Regions from separate parts of the Zea mays genome. Here regions 1 and 2 are each linked to region 3. The links are chromatin contacts, called in public Hi-C maps. All regions are on one chromosome and are shown on one strand. The core of a region is the stretch at or near the end of the contact, and the rest is flanking DNA. Distances in the headings are between cores, read along the strand shown.

What was found. Hi-C and Micro-C count contacts between places; a contact is called where the count stands out from the background.
Region 1: a contact with region 3 is called in a Hi-C map of ear, with 2.8 times the contacts expected there. The contact joins the promoter of LOC100277511 here to the promoter of LOC103632124 in region 3. A contact is called at or near these places in 4 of 25 Hi-C or Micro-C datasets (ear, endosperm, leaf and 1 more).
Region 2: a contact with region 3 is called in a Hi-C map of tassel, with 2.0 times the contacts expected there. The contact joins the promoter of LOC103632119 here to the promoter of LOC103632124 in region 3. A contact is called at or near these places in 2 of 25 Hi-C or Micro-C datasets (ear and tassel).

Annotation. Positions count from the first base shown.
Region 1 is chr7:20,402,243-20,407,228 of Zm-B73-REFERENCE-NAM-5.0, reverse strand. It overlaps LOC100277511 (AT4g33690/T16L1_180-like protein), which reads right to left and starts at 1,908. Exons shown (of 4, transcript NM_001151046.2): 1 at 1,642-1,908; 2 at 1-163. The coding sequence starts at 142.
Region 2 is chr7:19,931,925-19,936,830 of Zm-B73-REFERENCE-NAM-5.0, reverse strand. LOC103632119 reads right to left here and starts at 2,014. Exons shown (of 9, transcript XM_008653965.2): 1 at 1,760-2,014; 2 at 1,306-1,647; 3 at 1-65. The coding sequence starts at 1,869. It overlaps LOC542351 (kinase associated protein phosphatase), which reads right to left. Exons shown (of 13, transcript NM_001111928.1): 9 at 4,835-4,906; 10 at 4,501-4,616; 11 at 4,279-4,408; 12 at 4,117-4,171; 13 at 3,568-4,019. The coding sequence ends at 3,855.
Region 3 is chr7:20,175,282-20,179,943 of Zm-B73-REFERENCE-NAM-5.0, reverse strand. LOC103632124 (Golgin subfamily A member 4) reads left to right here and starts at 2,089. Exons shown (of 4, transcript XM_008653969.4): 1 at 2,089-3,328; 2 at 3,969-4,144; 3 at 4,588-4,662. The coding sequence starts at 2,281.

The sequences.
Region 1 (4,986 bases), core at 659-3,158, 230 kb before region 3:
TGAGGAACCGAGAGTTTGGACGATGCCTAACATTAGGTTTTCGCAGATATGCTTGAACACCTTCCCTGTTAGCCTCTAATTGTAATCTTCGGGCCTCTTCAAGTAGTAAAGAAGCAAGACGATTTTCTGTCTCCAGATCCATTGTCTATTTAAAGTTCAACAGCTAGCAATCCAGAAATGAAATCTTTAGTAATTAGAAAAATAAGATAACATTAAAAACAATAATAAAAAATTGTCATACTATAATGTAAAAGGCCAGTGATTTCATAGACCATGCAAAAGTATTGGATATCATTCACAGCCATTATCCAGGTGCGAAGGTGTACGATTCAAACAGTCTCATTCACCGTAGGGCTAGTTTGGGTACTCTAGTAATGAAAGGGATTAGAGTGGATTGAGATGTATTGTGCGAGTTTTTGATCTATAGGGGATTTATACACTTTTCAACCCCTCCAAACCACTTCAATACTAGAGTACCCAAACTAGACCGTAGTGACGTGACAAGGTTGATGCATAGATCTGAACCATGCACAGGCTGACAGGCACGGCAACACTGGTTGCGAAGGAACCATACACTATTGTTTGGAGTATGCTATTTTTGTTATCAGGTTGTGTACTAATGTGAACGGCACAAATATAGTTTCACAAATGATCTGAACATACATGGGAGCCAATACAACTCACAAATTATAACACAAACACTAAGAAAATAGATATTCCAGGAACAGTCCATTGAAGAGTAATTACAATAATGGAGTACAGGTGCCCCATATATATGCTTCCATCCCGATAAAACAACTTATCAAAGCATTATTAGCCAAAAAGATGTGTCTAAAACTGCTCATCAAGAATGAAAGTATCAAATGTGGCAAAAGGGCTTAATTTGAAAACCCCAGATTTTTTTGAAATAACTAATGGTGGTGATGCTATTGTGATGAAAGAAGACTAGAATCAAGCAACGAATTAATAAAGCAATTTGTCCAAAATAGGTTAATTTGCATGGATGAGTTAAAAAAACTCGACCTGCCGAGGGTAAGACAACGCACGAGCATTGTATTGAGAAGAAGGCCTTCTCACACGGGTCAAGAAAACCCCTATCTCACCCATACACAGCAACACTGTAGCCCATGTGAGAACGACCGCAACCAGGTCTTAGACCTGTGCTTTGGCATAGGACAGACGAGAGGATTTTTTTAACTACTCAGACCTAGCCAACTCAGCTAAAGGCCCTTTCGCTACATGGATGAGTTAATAAGCAATTTGTCACAAATAGGTCAACAGGCGTGGGCAAGTATATATATCCCACTGAACATAAATTAGAATTGTCCACACTCTGCAATAAAGCATAAACTGATCCTTCCAACCTTTTAACTGTGTACCAAGCTAGTAACGTCCACATATAGAGCAGGTCTATCATACACATAGATGAAGATGCTGCTGCACCGCAAGAACAATATATGACGAGCACAGCAAAGAACGTGTAGCCGTGGGGATCCAGTTGAACCTTAACTTCAATTGGCATACAAAATTAATTTCTTCGGAAATTTTACTAAGCTACTGGATTTGATTCTCACAGGTCGCAACATAGAAAAAATCAATCCATAGAAGCAACAAGACAAGTTAGGGTTCCTTGATCCTTACCAAGTGGAGAACAAATCGACCGTAGCCCGGACGGATGCCTCCCCGCGCCGACCCACTGGCACCGAGGAGGCGAGGAGGGCGAGACGAGGACGCCCGCGAGAGAGGAATCGCTTCGACGGTCGACGGTCAGGCGTCCTGTTCCGCTGCGGCGGAAGGAGGCGCGGATCACCTAGGGCTACGGAGGCCGCTCGATGAGGGGCGAGCGGGCTGGAAGGGGCAGATCGAGTCGAGAAGGAAGAGGAGCGCGTTCTCTCTTTCTCGCCGCCGCCGCGGCGCCGGCGAGGGGAGCGGATAGGGTAGGACGGTCGAAGAAAAGTAGAGAAATTTTGTTTCGCGGTACAGCTGGAGCGTTGCGGCTAAAATTGCCGTGTGACATCACTGTCACTGATGCTATCTCCAACGGCTTAGGTCCTAGAGATTCTATTAGGGCTTGTTTGGGATCAAAGGTAATGGAGTGAATTGAGGGGGCTAGAATCCCCTACTACTTAATTTTGAATAGTAAGGGATTATAGCTCCCTCAATCCCCTCCATTACCCTTTGTCCCAAACAAGCCCTTAGGTTTTTCAAGAAGAGACAACAAAAATGATGTAATATTGACCTTATGGATCATAAGGGATATTTAGGGGGTGTTTGAATATAATAGTTAGTAGTTAAAATTAGTTGAGACATCTAAACACCGTAGCTAATAGTTCAGCTATTAGCTATTTTTTTGTAAAATAGTCAATAGTTAGGTAGCTATTTGTTAGCTAACTAATTCTACTAACGATTTTTAGCCAACTAAAGGGGTGTTTGAATGCACTAAATCTAATAGTTAGTTAGCTAAAAATATACTAGTAGAATTAGCTAGCTAACAAATAATTAGCTAGCTAGTAGCTAATTTACTAAAAATATCTAATAATTGAACTATTAGTTGGATTGTTTTGGATGTCTTTGGCTAATTTTAACCACTAACTATTACTCTAATGCATTCAAACACTCTCTAACTATTAGTTATAGTGCATTCAAACACCCCTGGCTCCACAACTCCAAGCATCGCCCTGGCCCGCCAACTTCAGGGCCGGCACCTACCCCAAATACAACGACAGTACCGATCCGGCTCAGTACATCATGAGCTACCAGGTAGTCATCGCATCGTCCGGAGGGGACGACGCCACAATGGCCAAATCCTTCATCATCGCACTCGAAGGCCTGACCTTGACTTGGTACACCAGATTACAGCCACTGTCCATTGATTCCTGGAAAGGGCTTCGCGACAAGTTCCTGCTCAACTTCCAAGGGTACCAACCTGACACAGACGCCCTGGCCGAGTTATGTCCAGTAGAGTTTTATTCTTCCTCTCCACTACACCATTTTGTTGAGGTGTGTAGGGAGAAGAGAACTCATGCTTGATGCCCTCGTCCACAAGAAATATTTCTATTTGTGAGTTTGAAAGGAAAATGTGCCTTTGGGCCATTTCTATAATGTTTTGGTGATTAAGTGCCCAACACATATTCTTTAAGTCCTAATGTACCAAAGATTGAAAAAGTGCAAATCAAGACATGAGGTATGTTTCTAGACTTAGTACATTTGTTTTTGAATACTAATGAAGTTATCTAAGTGCTAGAAATAGTGAGAAAAGAAGAATAAAAGAAACCAAAATTACTTGGCTCGGTGCAGCCAAAATTCAGCTCAGTCTGGCACACAAGACTGTTCGGTGACGCACCTGACAGTGTCCGGTGCGCCAGGCTGATCTCCGGTGAAAATGTCGCTCTCGGGAGCTATGGTTTCGTCACCGGGATTGTGTGGCAGTGAATTCGTCACCGGGATTGAACACATGGGACTGGGAGGTGGCTTGCCGTTTGGTACAGCTTAGTATGCTGACATTTTCAATATTTTGTACTCGGAATTTCGTAACAGTTTATCCTTCTCAATGTATATTATTACTATTAATGCCTGTTTGGATCACATTAATTGAAACAAATATCTAGAAATTGTTTCTCATTTTAATATTAGGTTACTTTTCAACTCCTGAGAACCAATCGGGGCATTAATGTAATGAATGATGTGCTACAGGATCCTTCTCTTCTAGGCATTGTGTTTTCTCAATCTTGGGAGTGCATCAAGCCCTCTAGTCCGGTACATCAAGCCCTGTCTGTTTGTTTTAATTTTAATCCATATGGAATGGAGCGGATTGAGTTGGCTTAAATCTTTAGGTCTTCGATTAGGAAGGGCTTGAACTATTGGGGAGGCGATTAAATCCTTTGCTAATCAAAATTAAATAGAAAAGATTAATATCATCGGGTCCTTATTGTAACTAGACAAGTTCTTAGGCTATCCTAACAGCTTACTCATTTCTATATTTAAATTCCACACTACGAATGAACAAGTGGTCCCTTCTTGTTCAATCCTTGAGCTGGAGCTATGGTTTCTTTCACTTTTGCGCTTCTCGGGAAAAGATCAGCGGCGTATGGCTATAATTCACTGGACTGTCCGGTGGTGCACCGGACTGTCTGGTGAGCCAACGGTCGCCAGCGCAACGGTTGGTCGCGCAATCCGCGGATGACGCGTGGCTCGCACCAACAGTTGGTAGGGGCACCGGACTGTCCGGTGCGCCAACTGCCCCCGAGGACCAACGGTCGGATGCGCCTGAAAAGGAAGGAGATCGCGCATCGGACAACTACAGTGACTGTCCGGTGCACCACCCGACAGAAGGCAAGTTTGGCCTTCCAAGTTGGCCTCCAACGGCTCCTAGCTGCCTTGGGGCTATAAAAGGGACCCCTAGGCGCATGGAGGAGTCACCCAAGCATTCACTACGTATTCTAAGGCATCCAGACTCTGCTCCCGCGCATTCGCTTTGTTGTGTTAGAGTTTTGAGCTCCATTTGAGTCAAGAACTCCCTGTGTTGTCATTTGAGCTCAAGTCTTCACTTGTGTGCGTGGGTGTGTTGCGTTTTTGAGTCTTGTGTGTGTTGTTCTTGCCAACCTTACTCGTGTGCGTTCTTTGTGATCAATTTTGTAAGGGCGAGAGGCTCCAACTTGTGGAGATTCCTCGCAAACAGGAAGAAAACTATAAGGAAGAAAACTGTGGTATTCAAGTTGATCATTGGATCACTTGAAAGGGGTTGAGTGCAACCCTCGTCCATTGGGACGCCACAACGTGGAAGTAGGCAAGTGTTACTTGGCCGAACCATGGGATAAAATCGTGTGTCTCTTGTGATTGCTTTCTCTGTGATTGTTTTGTCCACAAGAACTCGCTTCTCAACTACTTGGTCGCACTAACACTTCTATAACTAAGTTTTGTGGCTATTTAGTGTTGAATTTTACAGGATCACCTATTCACCCCCCTCTAGGTGCTCTCAATTGGTAT
Region 2 (4,906 bases), core at 765-3,264, 240 kb after region 3:
TGTCAGCTTTGTTTGCACCACATAGCCACACATGAGCTCTCCTTACAAACGCCTCCCCGGGCAACCTGAAACGTGGAAGCACTACACATGTATATGACTTATACATGGAAGCTTCTCTCTTGTTACAACAACGAAAAAAAGAACATTATCTGTTTGTTATATGAAATTAAATGTTTGTGCTTTGACATTCGATAATTCATTGATGCATGCTGCATCAGCTATCCGGCTGATTGGATGGTTGAGCACAACAAACCAGGCGGATGCGAGCCTGGTCGGCTAGGTACGCCAATTTTGGCAGTATGAGTGGATGCAACTAAATAGCCTTAAAATATCTTGTTTTGCATCCACATATGCAACCCGTGTCTCTCGCGTATAGACAACCAAATAGAAGCTCGCACAAAGTCAATTGCACGCGGTGGTTCAGGATAAGACGATGCGAATAACGAATTAGACGATATATGATAATGTCAAACTAAGAAACGGGCTCTATAGTAATATGAAGAGACATTAGAGTAAATAAAATAGGACGGGACAACTGTTTTTGAATGTCATGTACGTATATATAATAGCTCAAAAAAGGTGGAAATAATAATTATCTTAGGAGTTTACTGGTAAGAAAAAACAATAATGTCGCCAAAAAAACATGTGTTCCGGTAATTTTCTATGATGGCCTTTTTGTATAATAGTTTACTGGTAAGATTTAGCTCGCCAGCAAGGACAATAATGGGTTTGTTTGGTTCAGTTTTTTCTGATCAGTTTTTTTGAGAATCTGGTTGTAGAGAGAATCTGGCTGTGGGAAAGATCTGAGTATCGTGGGATTACGTGCGGAGGAAAATGAAATGGTTCAAAGGGTTCAAGATCTAGATAGCGATGGAATTTATCGTGACGACTCGATCGATTATGTATTTATGTTGATTTTGAATGGTTTTTAGCGATTTTTATAGAAACAGACTGAAAAGCTGGGACGTTTGCTAATCCGCGGCAGCTTTTTATTGCCAAAAACTAAAAATTGCCCAAACAAACAGGGTCAATATTTAGAGGATCGTTGGTACATGCGGTGCTTATTAGAAGGAACGAACATTTGGTTCATCATCACCTGTGAAACAACATGCATGAGAAAAAAAAAGTATTAGTAAATATAGAACAGCATAGAGAGCCGGTCTATTTATTTGCATATCTTACACGTGGAGACCTTGAGCTCGATCGTTCGTTCCCTGTGCTGTGCTGTGCTGTGCTTCATTCTGTAGATACGTGAGGTAGCATGCAAAGCAAAGCATGTATGTATATAGGCTATAGCCGGTTTACCCGACGGCAGGAGGGAAGCAGTAGGAGGCGCACATGAGGTAGAACCACTCCGTCTCCGTCAGGTCCTCGGGCGCCAGCGCGGCGACGGGCCGGCGAGGCGGCGGCACCACCGCCACCTGCTGCTGGTGCTGCTGCTGTGGGTCGCCGACTCCTCCACCACCGTCGTAAGCGGCCTCCCCCGCCGCCAGCGAGTCGTAGAGCTCCTTGAGCTGCCGGCTGCGGCGCAGCGCCGTCTCCTCGTCCCCGGCGTCCTCCGCGCCCGCCGGCTGACGCACTGTCGTCATCGTCGTCTTGCGCGTCCTGATGGCGCCGTTGTAGTAGCCCTCCGCCCAGACCAGCGCGCTGATGAGCAGGGCCATGCATGCATGCGTGATCAGATCGGTTAGTCAGACAGCGCTTTAGCAAGGACGAGAGTTGGGACGGCGATGGAGCAGCAGGCAGGAAGAAGGCGTACCCTTGGCGCGGGCAGAGGCGCCAGAGGAGGCTGTACGTCCACCCCGTGCTCTGCGCCACCGACTGCAGCGCCTTCTGCGCGGCCTCGCCTCCGCTGCCGCCGGCCGCCATGGCTGGGATGGCTGCCTGCTGCTGCTGCTGCTGTGCTGTGTGCTGCTTCAGTGATCGAGCGCGTGAGCGAGTTGGTGAGGGTCGTCTGAGGCTTTGAGGAGGGAAAGGAGGGCAATGTACAACGCGTTGACTGACTGGTGGTGGTGGCTGGGCTTTGAGGAGGGGAGGGGATGGGAGGGGAAGGAGCGCGCGCCGCCAACTCATGCACCGTACCAAATCGCGAGGGCACGTGGGGTGGGGTGGGGAGGGGAAGGAGGAGGTCGGTCGGGGTAGCGCAAGTAGGTGCATGTGAAAGGAATTTGTTGGTTGGATCCGTCTGTTTAGTACTCCATACGGTGTCGTTTTATAGGAAACCAAACTTGTTTTTTAAGCTCAAGTTTATTCTAAATGGGAATCTCGTCGCACTCTTTCCAGCACTATCTTAGAGCATGTACAAACCTGAGCACTATCTTAGACAGCATGATACAATCCTAAGACCTACATCTTAAATACAGATAAAAGACACATTGTATGGAAAGTTGTGAAGAGACGGACTCTTCGCGAAGTGCTTGTCTCTTGTATTTTTTTCACTTAGCCCATTAGAGACCACTCAAGAGACTCCATATTAAATGGGTTGTACATGTCTTTATAGACTAACATATCAATTAAATACCGCAGCTCAATAACCAATAGAAGTTAGTAAAAAATATGTGAAGTGAAACAGATCACTATCAATAAAGGGTTCATACAGTTTTCAAGACCTTGGAAACCAGCCGACGTGGTTTCATCCCAATAAAACTCAATCCTCTTAGGGCATGTACAATAGGTATCTTAAGATGTATCTTAAAGTGTGTCTAGGGGGGTGAATGTGAAAAAACTTAAGACATTTATCTTGACGAAGACACAGTGTCTTAGCTCTATGTTCGAGACAGGAGACTAGCTGATTGATCACTTTAATTTATTGAATGCTCTGATTGGTACAATGAATATGGTAAGACACATGTTTTAGACATGACCATTGTATTATGTTGTGTTTTAGTTGTATCCTATATTTGGAGTACCGTACAACAGTGTCTAGGTTGTACATGCCCTTAAATACTATGTCATGTCATCAAAAATATTTAATGTGGCATATTATTAAATGGTTCCTTTAGTCGCTCTCCTAAACATGACTAAAATGTAGTCCCTAGAAATCCTATTTGGAATACTTATTTTAGTCGAAGTAGGAACCAAACACTCCAACTAGATGTACGGGCAATGCAAACAGAGGACCTTGACATCGTCCTGGTGAACACTCATTGACAGGCGCTCGTTGGCAGTGATGTTTCTCTCTGCAACAGTACGCTGTGTTGTGGTGATGTATAAAGCCTAGCTAGTTGTTATCACCTTTTTGCACGTACACGTACGGCCTAGCACGTACTGTTTTCTTTTTACCTGTGTACTGTATCACCTACTACCACAGTAGTAGCTAGCTAGCTCCAACCACTTGCTGTTTTTCCTGAATTCTGGGGCTGCACTGCTTCCACCCTCATCCTTCCATCCTGGGATACATTGCCAGTCTCCACAGCATCCCATTTCCGTCAGGCAGGCAGCCGGTGCCTTCTGATCCCAGATCTGTGCACAAACTGAAACCAGCAAGCAACTTTCTCTTGCCTCCATCTCGTCCCTTGGACTTCAAACTGGACGCGCAAACGGATTAACAAAAATGGCGAATGACTTCACAGTTAATGGAGATTTGTTAAGCCATTCCTGGATGATGGGTGATCATCGGTTCATCAACTAGGGTGACAGAGAGAGAGAGAGAGAGAGAGAGAGAGAGAGAGAGAGAGAGAGAGAGAGAGAGAGGAGACTCTAAAAGGCATGCACCAGATTACACGGTATGCACGCACTCTGCCTCCTACACCACATCATCTCACTGAAAACACAACAAAACTTGGGAGCTATATAATAGAGCAGCCAGGAAGACGACGATCCATGGGAAGCTGCAGTCTCCGGAATCTGCCATGTCAATCAACTGGCGAGATACAGGGATCCCTTCTCAGGACGTCAAAATCTACGAATATTACGGATGTGTTGTCCTTGGTTCGCAGACTCCGAGCTTCGTCCAGCACACGGCTGGCTACTCTGGCCGCCGCTGAGGTGGCGTCGCCGGAGCTCCTCCTCTCCTTTCCCTGCAGATTGTGGAGGGGAAGGCAACCAAGGGACGACAGTGAAGGCCACTGCATGCCAGAACAATGGCGGACGAAACGGTCGTCAAGATCTTTTTACCTCGACGACAAGCTGTACCGCCCTTTTCGTGCTGATGACGTCCCAGAGCCCGTCGCTGCGTACATACATACAAAAATCCTCGACGGTCAGGAGATGATGGTTTACGTATATCGGTAGCATTACCATTACCTCGCTAGCATTAGGAGAACTAACACAAGTTACCTAGCAATGACGGCGAAGGCTGTGCACGCTTTGGTGATGCGAACGGCTTGGCTCACGTATGGTTCTGAGCTGAAGCGCGGGTCCTGCTCCTTGAGAAACTTGTCACCAAACATCCTAGCAAGATTTAGTCCTGTGTCGAAACAGCAGTGAGCACTCACTACGCCTTCGCTGTAAATGGGAAAAAAAAAAGATTTCAACGGAAACGGAGCACAATATCCATACCGCTAAGACGAGCTTCACCGTCTCTCAGGGGCTGCCCAGTTCTTGCTATCCTAGCTCTTTCGGTCGCGCTAGTTACCCGGTGATCTTCAGTCATATCGATCGTCTTGCCGTTGACACTGAAAACAAAAAAAAAAAAATGGTTGGCATGGAGCTCAGAAACGTGCTACTAACAATGTTTTCATTCTATGGATGTTAACGACAGACAATGTTGCAATTCTACTACACCATACAGGATGTTAGCAGGAAAAGCCAACACATCAGCTGGCCTTGCTTGTATTTAATAACAGTACTCTGCATGTCTTCAAGGGGGCGGGAGGGGAGGCAAACGTCTTACCTCATGACGCATGCAGAGTCACCAAGATTAGCGCACTGGGCAAAACAATCTTTATTCTGGTCAAACCAAATA
Region 3 (4,662 bases), core at 840-3,339:
ATCGGACATGTCCGGTGCACACCGGACAGTCCGGTGCCCCCTTCTAGCCGTTGGCTCGGCCACGTGTCCCGCGCAAATCGCGCGGCCGACCGTTGGCCCGGCCGACCGTTGGCTCACCGGACAGTCCGGTGCACACCGGACAGTCCGGTGAATTATAGCCGTACGCCGTCGGCGAATTCCCGAGAGCGGCCACTTCGCTTGAGGCAGCCTGGTGCACCGGACAGTCCGGTGCCCCAGACTGAAACAGCCTCTTGGCTGAACACAGCCAACTCCCCTCTTTTCTTCTTCTTCCTGTATCTGATACTTAGACAAGTATATTAGTACACAAAATCAATGTACTAAGACATGGAAACATACCTTTGCTCCTGATTTGCACTTTGTCCATTCATGGGCATAGATTTACATTTAAGCACTTGTGTTGGCACTCAATCACCAAAATACTTAGAAATGGCCCAAGGGCACATTTCCCTTTCAAATACCAGGTTTGAGCAACACTCCTGACAGCCATAACAAAAGATTTGGCCATGACTGCAGCATTGCCACCATACGAAGATACTGTTGCTTCGTAGCTCATCAAAAACTGCTTCGGGTCTGAGTGGCCATCGAATATGGGAAGCTGAGGCGGCTTGTATGACGGAGGCCAAGGTGTAGCCTGCAGCTCAGCGGACAGAGGAGAAGCATCATCAAAAACAAAATTCCCATGATGGAAATTGTCATACTAGTCATCTTCGTTGAGGAAACCCTCCTGATGAAGGTCTTGGTGCTGAGGCCTTCGGTGTTGCTCATCCTGAGTAAGATGACGAACCTCTTCAGAGGCTTCGTCTATCTGCCTTTGCAGTTCAGCTAGCCTGGCCATCTTTTCCTTCTTCCTCTGCACCTGTTGATGAAACATCTCCATGTCTCTGATTTCTTGGTCTATCTCATCCTCTGGCGGTGTCGGGCTAACAGCCTTCCTTTTCTGGCTTCGGGCCTCCCGAAGGGAGACAGTCTCCTGATTGTGGTCCAGCGGTTGCAGAGCTGCAGCCCCAGTTGCTGAAGCTTTCTTCGGTGCCATAGTGAAGGTTTATGATCGCCGAAGGTGTTCAAAACTCAAAGAGTGGAAGTGAGTTCACCGGAGGTGGGCGCCAATGTTGGGGACTTGTTCTCAAATGCTTTGAATTAAGAACAAGGCAACACAAGAAATGTTAAACGTTAAAGCCCTTCGTCCTTCGAAGCATTATTTCCCTTAGGACATAATGATTTTCGGACGAAGGTTATGAAGGACATACCTTCATAAATTCAACATATAATAATGAAGAAGGAATCATATGAGACACAAAAGATAGCATAAACCATTATGTATTATTATCAACTCATTTCTGTATTATTATTATAGAAAAGTAGAAATAATATCAAATTACAAATGTACCTTCGGCTCGAAAGAAGGCGAAAGTACAAGCGTGACGCAAAAGCAAATGCCAAGTCAGCGTGAACAGTACGGGGATACTGTTCACCTATTTATAGGCACGGGACACAGCTCATATAAAATTACATTCATGCCCTTTACATTTGGTAGTAATTCTATAGTAATCCACCGAGGCCTGAATAGCCTTTTCATCTTTAAGTCGGTTTCTTTTTCTGCTATTACGCCGAAGCTTTCCTGCTCACAGCTTCGGTGCTGTGTCGACCTTCGTATTCTTTGGGCTTCTCCCACTGTGGTACCGATTCGGGTCCGAAGATACCTGTTCACACATTATACTCCAAAAATACTGTTAAATCTTGTTTTTGAGGATCTTCGGAAGCCGAAGGCTCCCAACAATAGAGTTTAAAATTTACTCTATCTAGTTTTTAGATGGTGACCGTTGGATGGTATCTATCCGTGTTGAGGCTGAACCGAATGGTGTAGTCCACCACACGCACACTTTCACACTTGGAGCCAGCCCAAGTGCTCGACGTCACAGAGGGTGAGCAATACAGTCTGACGACTGTCGTGGTCTCGTGGACGGATGGGGCGGTCTTTTCCTTTTGGCGCCCCCTGCTTTATTCCAAAGCGCAAAAGCATCCAAGCTCCCACCCCAAAAGAAAGTCGATTCCCGTCGAAATCAAATCAAAACCATATTCGCCCATCCATCACCCACCGCACGAACGCACCAACGACCTCGCTGGGCTCGCACCCCCCCCCTTCCGCGCGAAGGAACCCCGGGCGACGATCAAACCTCACAGCCCACCACGCGCCACTGGGCCACTGGAGAGAGAGAGAGAGAGCGAGCGAGCTAGCGATAGGAGCAGACGCCGCCACCGATGGGGTGCGGGCCATCCAAGGAGGACGCGGAGGGCGGCGCCGAGTCGCGCTGCCGGGAGCGGAAGCACCTGCTGAGCGCCGCCGTCCACGCGCGCCACGCGCTCGCGGGCGCGCACGCCGGCCACACCGCCGCGCTCAAGAACGTCGGAGCCGCGCTCTCCGACTACGCCGCGGGCGAGACCGACCGCCACGACGCCGTCCTGGTGCCGCGCTCCGCCTCCGCCGCGGCCGCGCTCAGCGCCGGGCAGGGCTCGGCGGCCACGGTGGTCAAGGCGCTGCCGTCCCCGCTCGACGCCTTGCTCCCGCCGCCGCCGCCCCCGGGTGCCGGCGACGGCGACGGTGACGACGGCGGGCACACGACGCTGCACAGGTCCATGAGCGCGCCCGACATCCAGCTCCAGCCGCCCATCCGGAAGGGCCGCTCCGGGGAGGCGCCCATCATGGAGGAGGACGGCGAGGGCGACGCCCCCGGGGACGACGCGGGGCGGCGACGGGAGGACGACGACCCGCAGCTCCAGCCTCCTCCTCCCCCACCGCCGCCGGCGAACAATCCCCCGCCCTCGCGCTCCCCGCCGCCTGTCCCGGCTGCGAAGGCCAACCTGGAGCGGGCGACGGCAGAGGGGAATTCGTGGAAGGACTACCTGTTCGGCTCCCCCGACGCCATGCCCGGCCCGCCGCCCACGCTGGACCCCAGCGCCAGCGCCGCCGCCGAGTCGTCGTGGGCGGCCGAGCGGAGGATGCCCGCGCCTCCGCCTCCGCCGCCCGAATCCGACCAACAGCCTACGAAGCAGCCGCAGCCAGTGCCTTCCGCCGAGGAGATCGCCGAGGGAAAGAAGCCCGCGGCTGAGCTCGTCACGCGCCGGGCTAGGAAGCCGGAGGGCAAGAAGGGCAGGGTCGTCATGGTGACGCCCCAGCCGGCGAGGCTGGGCGACATCCTGCGCAGGCTCGACGATGAATTCCTCAAGGCATCCCAGGGCGCGCACGAGGTGTCCAAGATGTTGGAGGCAGCAAGGATGCATTATCACTCCAATTTCGCCGAGACGCGAGGTACCTTCCTTGCATGCTCTGCTCCCAGCCTGTGTGCTAGAGTTCGACTGGGTTACAGGAAAGACTAATCATTTTTAACTTTCTTTAATTAAAAAATCTTGATGCTCAACAAACATTGTTCATAGCACTCGTACAAACATTATAGGCACATAGTAAACTTCAAAACACAGTACACAAGATTCTTAGGAGACGTGCAAGATAGATAGTATATGATTTGCTTGATGCATATTGGAGGACTTCAACTGTTCCGCATGGTAATTCAATACTTTGACTTTTTGAGTGCCTTGATTGCATTGTTAGCTATTGATTAAAAGGGATAGTATTTTGGCTTTATTATGTTTCTCTATTATGTCTTTGCTGAGGTGGATGCTGTGTTTTTATGGAATGTGGTTCAGTGAGGCACAGGGGAATGTTTATTAAGTACAGTTTTCTTTGGGGCAGAGGCGGGGTTGGGGCTACACTGAGGCGGTGATTATCTTCACTCTATGATTTCTTTTAAACTTCAGTTGAACAGTCTATATCTTGCTTCTATTTCAGGGATACAGCTAAAATCGGTGTAAACATGTAGAATAGTCTATACGATTGGTGTATCAATCTATTTACATTACTTCAGTTAATGGCATGTCTTCTGTCTTATCAGGATTTGTGGATCATTCTGCAAGAGTGATGCAAGCCATCACTTGGAATCGCTCATTTAAAGGGATCCCTCCACCAGAAAATGTGAAGAATGAGTTGGCTGATGATGAATGGGAAACACATGCTACCGTACTCGATAAGTTGCTTGCATGGGAGAAAAAACTATGCCATGAAGTGAAGGTAAAATATGTAAATCTTATTCAATAGTTTAGAACATAAACTGTTTCAGTCGTTCTCCCTTAGAGGCGCACATTTTTCAATATGTTCTCTCTCACCACAAAGAAAAAATGATTTATGTTGTGTTTATTGTTTTCTCATACATTTTCTCTTCTGTTTTATTTGCGTTGATATCAAGAACCATGCATACATGTCATTTCATTTTCGCAAAAATGATGGTGTCACTAATGTCTCAGTTATTTTACCTTTGATAATTGTTTGCCACATTCTCATTATTATACTCCTCAAGTGGTCCAGAGGCATCTGTAGTCATATTATTGTTATCAGGGACCCTTGTACTAGTCCATAATCATTTCCTACCCATGTGATGGGCCTCATCATTATACATAATTGCTTTAACCTGGTCTGTTCATACATTTGATGGTACATATTTACTGTTGACACAGGAATTCGAGGTTATCAAAGTGACATATCAACGAAAGCTGGCTGTTCTTAACAAAAAAAAGCAAAGTGGTGCTAGT